Regions from separate parts of the Gossypium hirsutum genome. Here regions 1, 2, 4 and 5 are each linked to region 3. Evidence: chromatin contacts called from public Hi-C data. All regions are on one chromosome and are shown on one strand. The core of a region is the stretch at or near the end of the contact, and the rest is flanking DNA. Distances in the headings are between cores, read along the strand shown.

What was found. A called contact is a pair of places that touch in the nucleus more often than the background predicts.
Region 1: a Hi-C map of leaf shows a contact between it and region 3, with 1.6 times the contacts expected there. The contact joins the promoter of LOC107911608 here to the promoter of LOC107911695 in region 3. A contact is called at or near these places in 2 of 34 Hi-C or Micro-C datasets (both in leaf).
Region 2: a Hi-C map of leaf shows a contact between it and region 3, with 1.7 times the contacts expected there. The contact joins the promoter of LOC107911770 here to the promoter of LOC107911695 in region 3. A contact is called at or near these places in 8 of 34 Hi-C or Micro-C datasets (anther, callus, hypocotyl and 2 more).
Region 4: a Hi-C map of leaf shows a contact between it and region 3, with 1.5 times the contacts expected there. The contact joins the promoter of LOC107911625 here to the promoter of LOC107911695 in region 3. A contact is called at or near these places in 4 of 34 Hi-C or Micro-C datasets (all in leaf).
Region 5: a contact with region 3 is called in a Hi-C map of leaf, with 3 times the contacts expected there. The contact joins the promoter of LOC107911784 here to the promoter of LOC107911695 in region 3. A contact is called at or near these places in 13 of 34 Hi-C or Micro-C datasets (anther, callus, hypocotyl and 3 more).

Annotation. Positions count from the first base shown.
Region 1 is chrD08:40,814,799-40,817,498 of Gossypium_hirsutum_v2.1, forward strand. LOC107911608 (protein HLB1) reads left to right here and starts at 1,367. Exons shown (of 14, transcript XM_016839475.2): 1 at 1,367-1,910; 2 at 2,589-2,700. The coding sequence starts at 1,576.
Region 2 is chrD08:40,120,253-40,122,952 of Gossypium_hirsutum_v2.1, forward strand. It overlaps LOC107911770, which reads left to right and starts at 1,419. Exons shown (of 1, transcript XM_016839694.2): 1 at 1,419-2,483. The coding sequence starts at 1,757. The coding sequence ends at 2,362.
Region 3 is chrD08:40,430,910-40,433,609 of Gossypium_hirsutum_v2.1, forward strand. It overlaps LOC107911695 (NAC domain-containing protein 43), which reads left to right and starts at 1,413. Exons shown (of 3, transcript XM_016839581.2): 1 at 1,413-1,857; 2 at 1,957-2,228; 3 at 2,334-2,700. The coding sequence starts at 1,674.
Region 4 is chrD08:40,741,295-40,743,994 of Gossypium_hirsutum_v2.1, forward strand. It overlaps LOC107911625 (cytochrome P450 78A3), which reads left to right and starts at 1,357. Exons shown (of 2, transcript XM_016839492.2): 1 at 1,357-2,492; 2 at 2,673-2,700. The coding sequence starts at 1,449.
Region 5 is chrD08:40,018,241-40,020,940 of Gossypium_hirsutum_v2.1, forward strand. It overlaps LOC107911784 (polyadenylate-binding protein-interacting protein 11), which reads left to right and starts at 1,324. Exons shown (of 11, transcript XM_016839737.2): 1 at 1,324-1,435; 2 at 1,746-2,162; 3 at 2,536-2,643. The coding sequence starts at 1,749.

The DNA.
Region 1 (2,700 bases), core at 117-2,616, 380 kb after region 3:
GACCACTTCGTAACAAAACAATAACATAAGTGACTAAAACATAACATTTCAAACATAAGTGACTAATATGTAATTTAAGGCAAACAAAAGTGACCATTTTTATAGTTTACCCTATCTTTATAGGCTTAATAATAATCAATGACTAATTAAAACTTAAACTTAAAGTTATATGTGTGATATGGATAATAATTCATTAAAATTGGAAGGAATAAATGAAAGTAAGTAAAGTTTTAAAAAATACTCATATTTATATTATTAATATTCATATTTATATTGTAAAACATCGCTAAATATTTATAAATCATATTTCATATAATTATTATTAAAATATTAATATAAAATTTTTAACAGTATAGTAAGAATATTTTCTAAATTTAAATTTATTATTATTATTATAATTTATTTAATATTAAATAATTTAATTAAAATAATAAATAATTTAACTATATTAATAATTTATTATGTACTATTAAATGTAAATATAAATATATATTTAATAATATTGAAAAGTATAATTTGAGATCAATAGTTTAGCATTTCTAAAATTTAAAAATAAAATTGTATTATAATATATTAATATTTAGCTCGGTTCAAGTAAATTATTATCTAAAAACTTTTTATTTATAATTGAGTTTTTTTCAAAAAATTCTTAAAAGAAGACAACTTGCATAAAAAAGGGTTTATTGTAATTGACTAATTAACTTCATCCATCACGTTATTTGTCATTGACCAAACACAAAATTATGAAAAAAAAATTTGATAAATAATTTTTCATGAAACAAATGCTTCTTAAGTAAAAATCTTACATAAACAATATTACTTCCATAAAGGAATTTATGTTCCATAAAGGAATTTATGGGTTGAGTTGAGCTTGAATTAGGCTTATAATATTAATATTATAATAATTTCTCAATTTTAACTTAGAAAAAATATGAATTTTAAATTTTAACTAAACTCACCCATATTTATAAATAATTCATTTAAACTCTTTTGCACTTTCATATATATATATATATATATTATTTATTTTAAAAAATAATTTTTTATTTAATATTTAACGATTATATAATTATAACTATTATATATTTTTAATTAAATTTCTAAAAAAATTAATATTTAAATTATAAGTATATTTCATTTGCCATCATATAAATTACACAAGAAATGTTGTATTTTGGTTTTGAATATAAAAAGCTATGCCCGAATCATTTTTTTAAACCAACTTAATTATATATTTTTTAAGCTTAATATCGTGTTCAAAATTTAGGTTTTTTAATAATCATTATTTCGGAAAATGGTCAACAGTACCCTGCGACCATAGGTTTCAATACATTAAAATTTAGTAATGAGGGAGGAATCTTGGCATTTGAAGATAACAGTTGTACTCTTACATAGTAGCTTACCATGTTTTACTTTTACTGCGACTTCTTACGGCCCGGCTGAAGTAACTTCCTTTTTTGCATTGGACCTTGGCTTCAACACGCTATATTTTCTTGTTCTCTCTCTTCTTGATATATCTTTCAGATCTTCTTGGATTCGGCTTTGGCGTTGCACGCAAATCTCTCGCTCAACGCTATGTCCGAAACGACTGAGGGATCCGAACTTCAAAATGGTTTCCAGCCACAACCCCGACCCGAACCCGAACCGGAATCGGAATTGAAAGTAGAATCTCAACCTGAACAACAACCGGAAGAGGAACTGAAACCGGAACCTGTAGTAACTGATGCCGATCCGAAGCCGGAGCCGAACAATGAGAGCTCGATCCAATCGAATGAGACGACCAAACAAGCTTCAACCGACCAAGTTGCTCCTCCAGGGCGGCGTAAAGATGAGGAGAACCGGACTTTCACGATGAGAGAATTGCTAAGTGAGTTGAAAAGCGACGAAGATGATGCAGGGTCTCCTTACAGGTACTTTCTTTTTTCCTTTTCTTTTCGAGTTTCAGTTGATCAAAAAATTACACTCTTTAATTTGTAATTGGATTTAACGAGATTTCAACGTACAAATCTTTCGATCTTTGAAGCTCCCCGTTGATTCGTCTCCTCAATTAAATGTGGAGAATTCTTCGAGTTTCAACTGAACCTAAAATTATGCTGTTTCTCTTTTATATCCCGAATAGAGAAGTTACAGAATTTTGATTCTTGATTGTCTATTGGCAAACTACTAGATGCAATTAAGGCGTACTCTTCCTTTTAGTCTACGAGTTCATTTTCATTAATTGCATGGATGAGCAACTGTTCTCCGATCAAAGGTCTTCCATTACTCTTGAACGTGATTGTTATGTTAGAAGCTCGTTATCTTTGAACTTCAGATGCAATTAGATTTTTTTTCCTGCTTTTGAGTCATTAAATTAGTTCTGAATTTCAAGTTCGGCATCAATTGTAATCTTAATCTTTTCCAACTTCGATGAAGGAACCCTTGGTTTTGGGATTTTGCACTTTATAGAATTCAGTTTATGTTCTTTTTCATATGCCGCCATTCATGCAGTAAAGGTTTCCTAGTCTTGTTGGAATAAATATGATGTGATCCTTGTTTCTTCTGCTTGTGAATGATACCATTGTCTACTCCATGATTTATATATGCTTCAGTCAAGAAAACAAGCAACGTCAGTCCTACCAAAATAATGCTGCAATGGAGTTGATCAATAGTGTCACTGGTACTGATGAGGAAGGCAGGTCTCGTCAACGGATTCTTGTATAT
Region 2 (2,700 bases), core at 169-2,668, 310 kb before region 3:
ATAAAAAATATATACTTATTCATAAAAAAATGTTATAACTTTTTTTTATCATAACTTATTTATAAAAAAAATAATTTTTTAAAACTATGAAAAAAATTATATCACTTATAAGAAGTGTAATAAAAATTTTGGATAATCTATAAAACCTTTTTAATAAAGGTTATATATTATAAATTTATATTTTTATTTTGATTTAAATTACATATTATAAAAAGGATATAACCTAATATAATATAACCTAATATAAGTTTTTTCCCGAATTAAGTTTATATAATTAAAACTACAAATTATTTGTATTGTGAACTCAAATATTATTAGGTCGATACTACTTATGCAAATAGAAAAGTTTTTCTTGCACCATATCGTGAGGTATTATATTATTTGAAAAAAAATGTGCTAGACACAAGCACCATAGGCAACTTGTGAGCTCTTTAATTTGAAACAATCAAGGCTTCAAAACGTGATTGAAAAATATTTGTTATTCTAAAAAAAATTCTCGTATTAACATCACCTTAGCATGCATATTTCATAACTTCAATTGTAACCTTACAACTCGACCTAAACATTAGACTCGAATTTGAGAGATTACATCAATTTTTTATTTAATAATTTGTTATGAAAAAAGAATGTATTACATTTAGAAACCATTGTAGAACCCTACAAATCGGTCATCGGTGTAATTTTTGTCTCTTTTATATTTAACTTTAGTTCCCAAAGCTGTCAAAGTAAATAGACGAGAAAGTGATAAAGAAGCTTGAATGGATCTGTTTTTTTGTTCATTGACCATTGCTTTTTTGCTTCTGTCTAAATGCTTATCTGCCCCATTTATGTTGCAATAAACACATAACTAAATCATATTTTTCTTTTGAATAATATCATTTTTTAGTATATTTAAACTAGGAATAATGATAAATTTAATCTTTAATATTTATATCTTTTATCAATTTAGTTCTTATTCTTTTTTATAGTTAAATTTAACCATTAAAAAAATATCAAACTAAAATATTAATTTTTACCGATATTGACGTGATAACCAATGTGAGTCCACATATACTTAATGTAGACATATTAGAACTTATCTTGTATGGGCATCAATAAATATTTTAAAAAACCTCAAATTCAAAAAATTAAAAATAAAAAGTTGATAAAAAACCGGTAAAAACTTATACTATACCTTTAAACTAAGAACAAGATCCGGTAAAAAAGAACAAGGTCCAGTTTGTTTTCGGGTCTGTTGATCTCTAGGATTCTCGGGCTACATGGGTCCCAAAAGACCGAAGAGTTGGCTTAGCCGCACCATTTTATCTTAGGAGCTGCTAGTGATGTGATGACTGATGAGGCTTGGTTTATTTATTTCCATGTTATCATGCCAAATACAGAGTAATAAATCCTCTTCTTTTATTTTTCATATCATTGAGATAATTGTAGGAATAAAATAAATTATATTTGATTTTAGAAAACCTTGCTTTCCATGTATGAATTGTTGGGCCACTAACTAATAAACCTAATGATGATAGTGGTGGCATATCTTCCTTTTTTTTCTTTTTTTTTCTTTTCTTTATGCTTTTTTTTTTGGATTTGTGTTATCAATGGTTGGATTGAGGAAGGTCTAAAGAAGAATCCCACCGACGATATATTTTTTCTTTCGCTCCATAACTTTCCCTCCCTTTAATACTCCTCCATTTACAATTTCAACATATAAAAAACCAAGAAAAGATCATACGGTCTTTGAGATTGTTTGTTGTATGACAACAAGATGGGGAACTGCTTGTTTGGAGGCTTGGGGGAAGGTGATGGAGTGATCAAAGTCATAACATCAAATGGTGGAGTCATGGAGTTTTCAGGTCTCGTTACGGCAGGAACCATCACAGATGAGTTCCCAGGGCACGCCATTTTTCGAAGCCAAGATCTCTTTTGGAAACCACTGTTTCACCATGAAGAACTCCTCCCTGGGAAATCCTACTATCTACTTCCACTAAACAGCAAAGAGGGTTCAGGTAATAGCGGCCAGATTGTGCGAGAAGGCCATCTAAGGTCGAACAGCATCCCGGCATCTCTTGTTGCGCCTTACAGGATGTCATGTGATTATCAGGGTCAGGGGACACTGAAGAGGTCTCATACGGATGTTTTGTCGAGGCATGACGACAATGGGTTTTGGAAAGTGAAGTTAGTGATCACCCCAGAACAGCTGTTGGAAATTTTGTCACAGGAAGCTCGGACTCAAGAATTGATTGAGAGTGTTAGGACTGTAGCTAAGTGTGGAAATAGAGTTGAAACTTCTGTTGGATTTTCGGATCAATGGAGTTTGTCAAGCAGTAGGAATGCTTCTTCTAACAAAGATGGCTTGTTGTTAGACTTCTAGAATTACAGTATTACATTTTTCCTTCGACACTAGACGATGTAAACAATTGAAATAATAGTATGACTACCTGTGGTTGGATTATGAATGGGAATGGAGCGGGGGCAAGCTTCATGTTTGCATTAATGTTGGTTATATTCATAATTGTTAAATGCACAAATTTAATCGTTTATCAAAACAAATGAACTACATTTTGAAAATCTTTAACATGATTTTAAGGGCCAGTAATTTAATGGCACTATTAAAACCAAATTAAAATGTCACATCGTTTTTGTCTTGATATGTTCTCTGTCCTTTCCTGCTATCAACTACTCTCTGAAATCTTCTCTGTTGATTCAAAA
Region 3 (2,700 bases), core at 163-2,662:
CAATACAACTGTCTCACCCATAAATAGCTGCCTTAATTATTTAGGTATATTATATGACCCAAAAGTCCCGGAAATCCTCATAATTCCTTCTCATTGTTGAGTGAATGATTATAAATATAGAGAGAGGGGGGGATTACATGGCATCACTGCATTTAATTTTTTTTTATGTAATTAAGAATTTCACCCTTGTAGAAATTTTAATTTTCTACCCTATAAAAACTTAAGATTATTAACCTAAAAATGAGCAATTCATTGTTAAAAGAGAAATGAAATTCACTTTTTTTATTTGTGTTGTTACTTGTCTTGTCATCTCACGTTAATAGCAAACATAATGCCTTTTTGTTAATTGGAAGAGTGATGTGGCCAAAAAGAAAAAAAGGTGCTCTAAATCAAACATAGAACATGAGATTAATTGAGGGAGGTGATGAATTAGATTCCCCTATACGGAGCAACTCTCATGTGGGTTGTGGTCAAATTTTACGTCTTCATAATGATGACCATTCTCTTTCATTATTATTAGATTAATTTATGACCAGTGGTTATACTTTTTGAGACTAATCAAATTAAAGATTAAGCGGTTGCCATGTAAAATCAAAGAAAGCAAAAGGCACGGAGCAGAAAAACATGCATTTTTATAACACATTTCTCCTCTCCCTCCTATCTTCCACATGTAGGTTTTTGGGCCATTTCACTTACCAAAATAGTATTCAACACGTGGTTCTATTTTTATGCAACATTGTGACACTGTATATACCTAAGTTTATAAACATTCATTCTCTACTCTCTCTTTTATTTTTATTTTTATTTTTGTATAAATTAAACCCATCTATCCTTATATCACACGTTCATCAAAAAAATTTATACCATAATAATACGTAATATCAAAAAAATGATCTCAAGTAAAAAGAATAAAATATCTGACATTCGAAGGTGTTAAACCCAGCCCGCAGTGTAAGGTCGCTAAGTCGCCACAAAGGGCATCATGTCTTTCTTGGTTTAGGGGACCATGAAAGCTCAGTGGCTCCGACCCCATCATCCCTCATTTCTTGTCGTTGAGGTGGTTTTTACGAGTTTCTATATATTTCATTTGTTTCAATGAATTTGATTATAATTAAAATTTATAATTAGATGACATGATGAAATTAATTAACAATGTTTAAAATTATACATTATGAATATTTTATTTTATTTATTCTTGAGAAAAAATGGAGGTGGTTTTAGAGGTGGCTTTCAGATAGATATTAAGGTCGAAGGTCATAGTTGGGATGTGGGCGTGCCCCCCGCTCTCACACTTCTAACCCATATATTTTGGGGCGTAGGGCCCATGGTTCCTTTTTTCCCACCAATATTACGGGACCTACTTTCCCTCTATATATTCACCCATTAATTTCCTCCCCTTCTATAATGTCTAGTTTTTAGGTGGTTGGGTCTTTTCAAGGGCATAGACCCCATGCCCAAAGTACACCAATGACCATCATACCAAAACTTTTCCATGCATCTTTCAACCATTCCATGCCCTAACCATTATAAATTATCATCGCTGCATCACCCTCCCCATCTCTACGCATTCCTCTCTTTCTTTTTCTTTTTATCTTTCTGTTATTCCCTCCCCGTTTGCCCATCTCTTTCATTTTCTTTCACACTTGAAGACGAGAAGAGAAGATCATCGGGTAATGTCAGAAGAAATGAATCTATCAATAAATGGTCAGTCTCAGGTCCCTCCCGGTTTTAGATTTCATCCCACAGAGGAGGAGCTTCTTCACTATTACCTCAGAAAGAAAGTAGCTTATGAAAAGATAGACCTGGATGTTATTCGGGAAGTTGATCTTAACAAGCTTGAGCCCTGGGATATACAAGGTACGTACTGACAAATTGCCGTTACTAAACACTGCATCTTTTTCTTCTTTTTTTTAAAAAAAAAATGAAATCCTGATGGGGTTTGTTGATGATATGCAGAGAAGTGCAGAATAGGATCCACCCCACAAAATGATTGGTACTTCTTCAGCCACAAGGACAAGAAATACCCCACGGGGACCAGAACGAATCGGGCAACAGCTGCCGGGTTCTGGAAAGCTACTGGACGTGACAAGATCATTTATAGTAGCTTTAGAAGAATTGGGTTGAGGAAGACATTGGTTTTTTATAAAGGAAGAGCTCCACATGGTCAAAAATCTGATTGGATTATGCACGAGTACAGGCTTGACGATACCAACTCCCTTCACTCTAATGTAAGCATTCCTTTACAATACCTTAGTATGTATATAATATAACAAAAAATATCCTCTTGTACGTATCTCTTTTGGTTATATTAAAATATTAAATGGGTGCTACAGGCATCCAATCCCATTGGCGATTCTATGGCTGAAGAAGGCTGGGTGGTTTGCCGTGTATTTAGAAAGAAGAATTATCAGAAAACCCTAGAGAGTCCCAAAAGCTCCTCCTCTACTTCCCTTGATTCCAAGACGCAGATGCTTTGTTCAGGCAACGACGGGGTTTTAGATCAATTTTTTCTTTATATGGGAAGGACTTGCAAGATGGAGAACGATTCATTGAACATTCCCAACGCCAACACCAACAATCATCTAAGAATGCTAGTTGCGAACAACGCAGGAGGAATCAGCAATGGGTTACATGAAAGTTTTATGCACCTCCCAAGGCTGGAAAGCCAATCTCTCCCAGCCCTTCCCATCAATACCCCAC
Region 4 (2,700 bases), core at 107-2,606, 310 kb after region 3:
AGCAAGTGATGAACATGAAAGAGGACAGATAGAGAATGCAAGGAACACGTGGCGATGGGGCATGGAGGGTGGGGTGGGATTCGGTACTCGCGATAGTGGGGTACGGCTATATCCACCCCAGATTCGTGGGTTCATTTCAATTTCAAGGGCACGATAGCAACGTCTCCACACGTGTTAGCGTCAAGTAACTTTTATTCAGCTCACCCGCATAAGATTTTTCTTCTGTTGTAAAATAAACAAGAATAAAAACTACTACTTTAGCATCAAAGATCTTTGTTGGGCCGTCAAGATCTTTCGGCCACTCTCATTTCCAAATGCGTGTCGCTCAACTTCCACGTTTTAAATCGCCAAAATGGTTCAAATTCACATTTTTCAGTAGGAAGTATATTTACTGATTATATCATTTATGAAATATCACACCTTTAATAAATATATAAGAATCATTTCTCTACAAGAAAACATATATTTCATAAAAACAAATCCTACATGAGGAGACAAATAAACTGCATGAGGAGAGAATTAAAGGGATATTATATTTCTTTATTTTTTAAGGTGGTCTCACTTGAGTTAATTATTATGAATGGGTTTGGATGACTGATGCGTTTATTTGTAGTTAGTATAAAAATAACGGCGACAATATTAAATACTATAGCGATATTGTAGCGTGAGACAAAAAATAAACTAAACACATTCACCAAATCCAAACTCACCCCATATATATAACTATCTTAAAAATGCTTGTTTATTTTGCTAATTTTAATCAAATACTAATTAACATTCACCAATGCCGCTGCTAGTTTGTTTTAATGATTCTTGTTCTTTTAATTTCTTTTTCGAAAAACTTAAAGAGTTACTTTCATGATTTTTTTTATAACCATGTAAAAGTTTTGTGTCCATGAGATTATAAAAAAGAAGTAAAAAGAAGAGAAAGATACTACATCGACATGATTGGGTATGAAAAAGAATGATATTTGATTAATATGGCCTGGAAGTGGAGGGCTCGCTCAGGACCACCACATACACCGCCGATGCCTAAATTCTGAGAGCGATGCCAAATTCATTAACATAGCGAATCGGAATGGCTGCCTTGTTCAATTATTACCAGTAATACACTGCTACTAGCCTTCGATATTAGTGGTTTGATAGCTGTGGATCGAAAAAGATAGAATGGTAGCAGCTAGGGGCTTACGTGTTCCAAGAAAATGAACCCCACGAGAAGAAACGAATGTGGGGAATGCAAGGGGCCCCATGCTCATGAATCCTCGTTTTCGGTTTTGCTAGTGGCGGCGCACAATGATATCGATTTTAACTTTTCGATTTTGTTTAATTACGTTATAATGTTGATATATGCCGATCCGTGTGGCATATCTCATAATGCTTCTGTTTAACCGTTACTCTTGTAGTCCACAAAAAAAAAAAAATCTCTATATAAGCGACGCTCTCATTTCATGGTCTCAACCAGAAGAGGAAACAAACAAACAAACAAAATATCATCCGCCATTTTCCTGATCTCCATGGAAACCAACTCTGATTGCTTTTGGCTTTTGTTTATTGCTTCCAAATGCAAAACTTTCTCCTCTCAAAACTCCATTTGGCTTCTTCTTTTACTTTGCATGGGTTGGCTGGGTATGACCCTCTGTTTTTGGTTGTACCCTGGAGGCCCTGCCTGGGGTAAGTATCATTGGCTCCGCAAGAGAGGTGCCACGAAGCACAATAACATCATTCCAGGGCCACGAGGTTTCCCAGTGCTGGGAAGCATGGACATCATGCTTAATCTGGCTCACCATAAAATTTCTGCAGCAGCTAAGTGTTTTGATGCTAAACGGCTCATGGCCTTTAGCTTGGGTGATACAAGGGTTATGGTTACATGCAACCCTGATGTAGCCAAAGAGATTCTTAACAGTTCCGTTTTTGCTGATCGTCCAGTGAAAGAGTCGGCATACAGTTTAATGTTCAACAGAGCCATTGGTTTCGCTCCTTATGGGGTTTACTGGCGAACCCTCAGAAGAATTGCTGCCACACATCTATTTTGTCCTAAACAAATCAGCTTCACCGAGGCACAGAGGTCTGATATCGCCTCTCAAATGCGTTCTATAATAGCATGTCGGGGTGGAACCGGAGAATTCTCCGTACGGGATATACTCAAGAAAGCATCTCTTAACAACATGATGTGCTCGGTGTTTGGCAGCAAGTATCAACTTGGTTCGTCAAATACTGAAACTGAACAACTCAGCCAGCTTGTCGAAGAAGGTTACGACCTATTAGGGAAGCTCAATTGGTCTGATCATCTCCCATGGCTCGCTGGTTTAGACCTTCAAAAAATCCGGCTTCGATGCACCCAACTTGTTCCCAAAGTGAACAAGTTTGTGAGTAGAATCATTCAACAACATAAACTGCAACCTGAGACAACAAACCATGATTTCGTGCACGTTTTACTTTCTCTTACTGGACCTGATAGACTCTCGGACAACGATATGATTGCCGTACTTTGGGTAAGCAACAAAGCAAGCAATTTTATTTTATTTTTTTATAGGCATGGTTTTTTGCTTTCTAGCTGTGATGGGAAAACAGTCGAAGATGGAATCTTGGATCAGTTTGATGATTAGATTACGATAATATGTACATTTTCTTAGCTTTTAAGTACAATTAATTGCTTTGTCCTAATTACGCAGGAGATGATATTTAGAGGAACGGACACTG
Region 5 (2,700 bases), core at 74-2,573, 410 kb before region 3:
TGCTGAAGAAGAACGACTTGGGAAAATGGAATGGAAACAATAAGAACTCAGTAAAGGCATTTTAGTATGGGCAGATCCATAAATGGAATCGGATCGGTGAAGAGAACTTGGCCATGGCTGGGATGCCCTAAGAAACAGAGTTCTAGAAAAGTCGGTCAGAACATGGGAAATGATAAAGTTAAAAGAGAAGTGAGGGAAAGTGACCAACAAGTTTTGGTGGATGGTTGCGGCTTTGTCTTAGGGTTTTAGGAAAAATGTGGGATTAAGTTTAAGATAAGGGCTTTTAGGCTGATACGGCCTTGGGGCATTTTGTTTTAAGGATTTTTGGTTAGGAAGGTGTTTAATTTGGGCTTTATGGGTTTTGTCATTGATTTATGTTTTGGTGCTATCTTTTTAATAATGAGCAATCTAACATTTTTCTTGAAAAAAATAATTTGTATGTTTCATATTAAAAAAAATGCTATAATTTCTTTTAACAATTAAATTTAAAGTTTTCATATTTTAAAATAATCTAACATTTCAAATATTTTTATAATTTTAAAAAATAACATACTATTTTAAAATATAATTTTAAAGTGAAAGGTCCTCAATAAATTTGATAAGTTTCAAGGGTCATTATGATGTTAAGATGATGTTTTGCAGGAAAAAAAAACCTAAAAAAGCCTTGTAGGAATGACATTTGTAAAAGTAAACATGATGTTTTATTCTTGATATTATTTCAAGAAAACAAATAACCCTTTTAAATTTTAATTACAACATATTTCTACAATATTAAATTGATATAAAGACATAATTGATACAATACTAATATTTTAAGAACTCAATTAGAATGCTTTAAAATTTAGAGATCAATTTTAAATTTGAGTCAATTTAAATGTATAGGGTGCAATTAACCCGTGTTGGATATATTAATAAATATGATTATAATTTATTTAATATTAAAAAAATTATATGAACTATTATTTTTAGAATAAGATTTTTTATGAATTATTAAATACATAAAGAATTAAATGCCAAAAGTTTTACTGCATTTTTGGTCAGTCCTATTTACTTGGGTCCCCAGCTATATTTTTGCTCGTTAATACAACCTAAACCTACCTAAATCTTTTACATTTGTTTCAAACCAAGTTTAGCGAATCGGACTGATTTACCAAAACACCCTTCATTCACTTGTAAAATCTGAAACACTGCCTCACTGTTATGATGGTTAAAAGTTACGCCCAGCAGCCAATAACTACGCGACACGTCATAGTACAGACGCATGATGGATGTCGCCAAGTATCATCCTACATACATGCATCAATATCATGTCATACATAGACATGTATTTTTTTTCTTTTTTTACATTTCAGTAAACGATCCAAATTCCCTAATTTTTAGATAGAAAACAATTCAAAAAAAAAAAAAAAAGGTTAAGCTCAGCGTTACAGACACTGTAAGAAAAGGAAAATCATCCCTTTTTTTTTTGGCTGCTCTACTTTGTTTTCTGCTGTTATTTATTTCCATTTCGTTTTCTCCGTAGTGATCTCGAGGTGGGTTTTTAGTTTTGCTCGTCATCAATGGAGATGAATGTAGCCTTGGCTTAGTTTCCGAAACGATTCTATCATTTTTATATTCCCTACATTTCACAACGCCATTTAAAAAAAATCATCTTTTTTTTTTTTGATGTTTGGGCTTATAAATTTCAGGTCCTTTTCTTGATCAGTCGATAAAAGAGATTTTTTTTTTTTGGGAATAATTATCAGGCCATGGCAGTAGTTGAGAATGGTTCGAATCAAGATGCGGCTGCAACAGCAGTGGCATCAAACGATCAGGATCAGTCAAAGCAAAACCATGTTGGGTCAAGAATTGATCCGAGCTTACACCAGAACGATCAGGGGTTATACGACAAGATCGGTGCCCCCCATCATCGATCCAACGGTGGGGATTTACAGATGAGCAATGGTGGTACTGGGGATGACGTTGGGGATAGCTTCAAGAGAGACATGAGAGAGTTGCAAGAACTGTTCTCTAAGCTTAACCCCATGGCTGAAGAGTTCGTGCCCCATTCAATTGCTAACCACGAACTTAATGGAGGGTTTTTCATTAACAACTCTTTTCTGCAAAACAACACTAACATCTCGAGGAATGGTCATGCTAATGGAAATGGTGCTGGTAGGCGGGTATGCCATCAAAAACCCATTTGTTGATTGATTGCTGTGTTTACTGTTTTTTATTAAGAATTTTAGTCATCTTGAAGGAGGAAAATTAGCATATAAAAAAAAAGAATAAAATTTGTTTGTTTGGGGTTTTAAGGATGAAGGTTTTCAAAGTTTCTGTTTTATTATTGAGTGCGTTCTGCATAAGAAAATTTCATGTGTTTTTTCTTTTGGTTAATTTTAGTTGAGGCTACGGTTCATGTACATTTTAAGTGGCATGAAATTTAAAGGTTCAATTCCCAAATGTTATCAAATTTTTGTTATACATAATCTCAATTGTAGATGAGAGAATCATCTAATCTCATGGATTTGTTCACTGGATTTTGTATTTTCTCAGAAGAAAATTTTCAATCAAGGTAAAAGGAGATTAAACAATAGGACAAGTATGGCCCAGAGAGAAGAGGTTATCCGTAGGACTGTTTATGTGTCTGATATTGACCAACAGGTTTGAGCTTGTTAGGATGCTGAAATTAATTCTACAATTTCTGCTCTTTGTTATTTG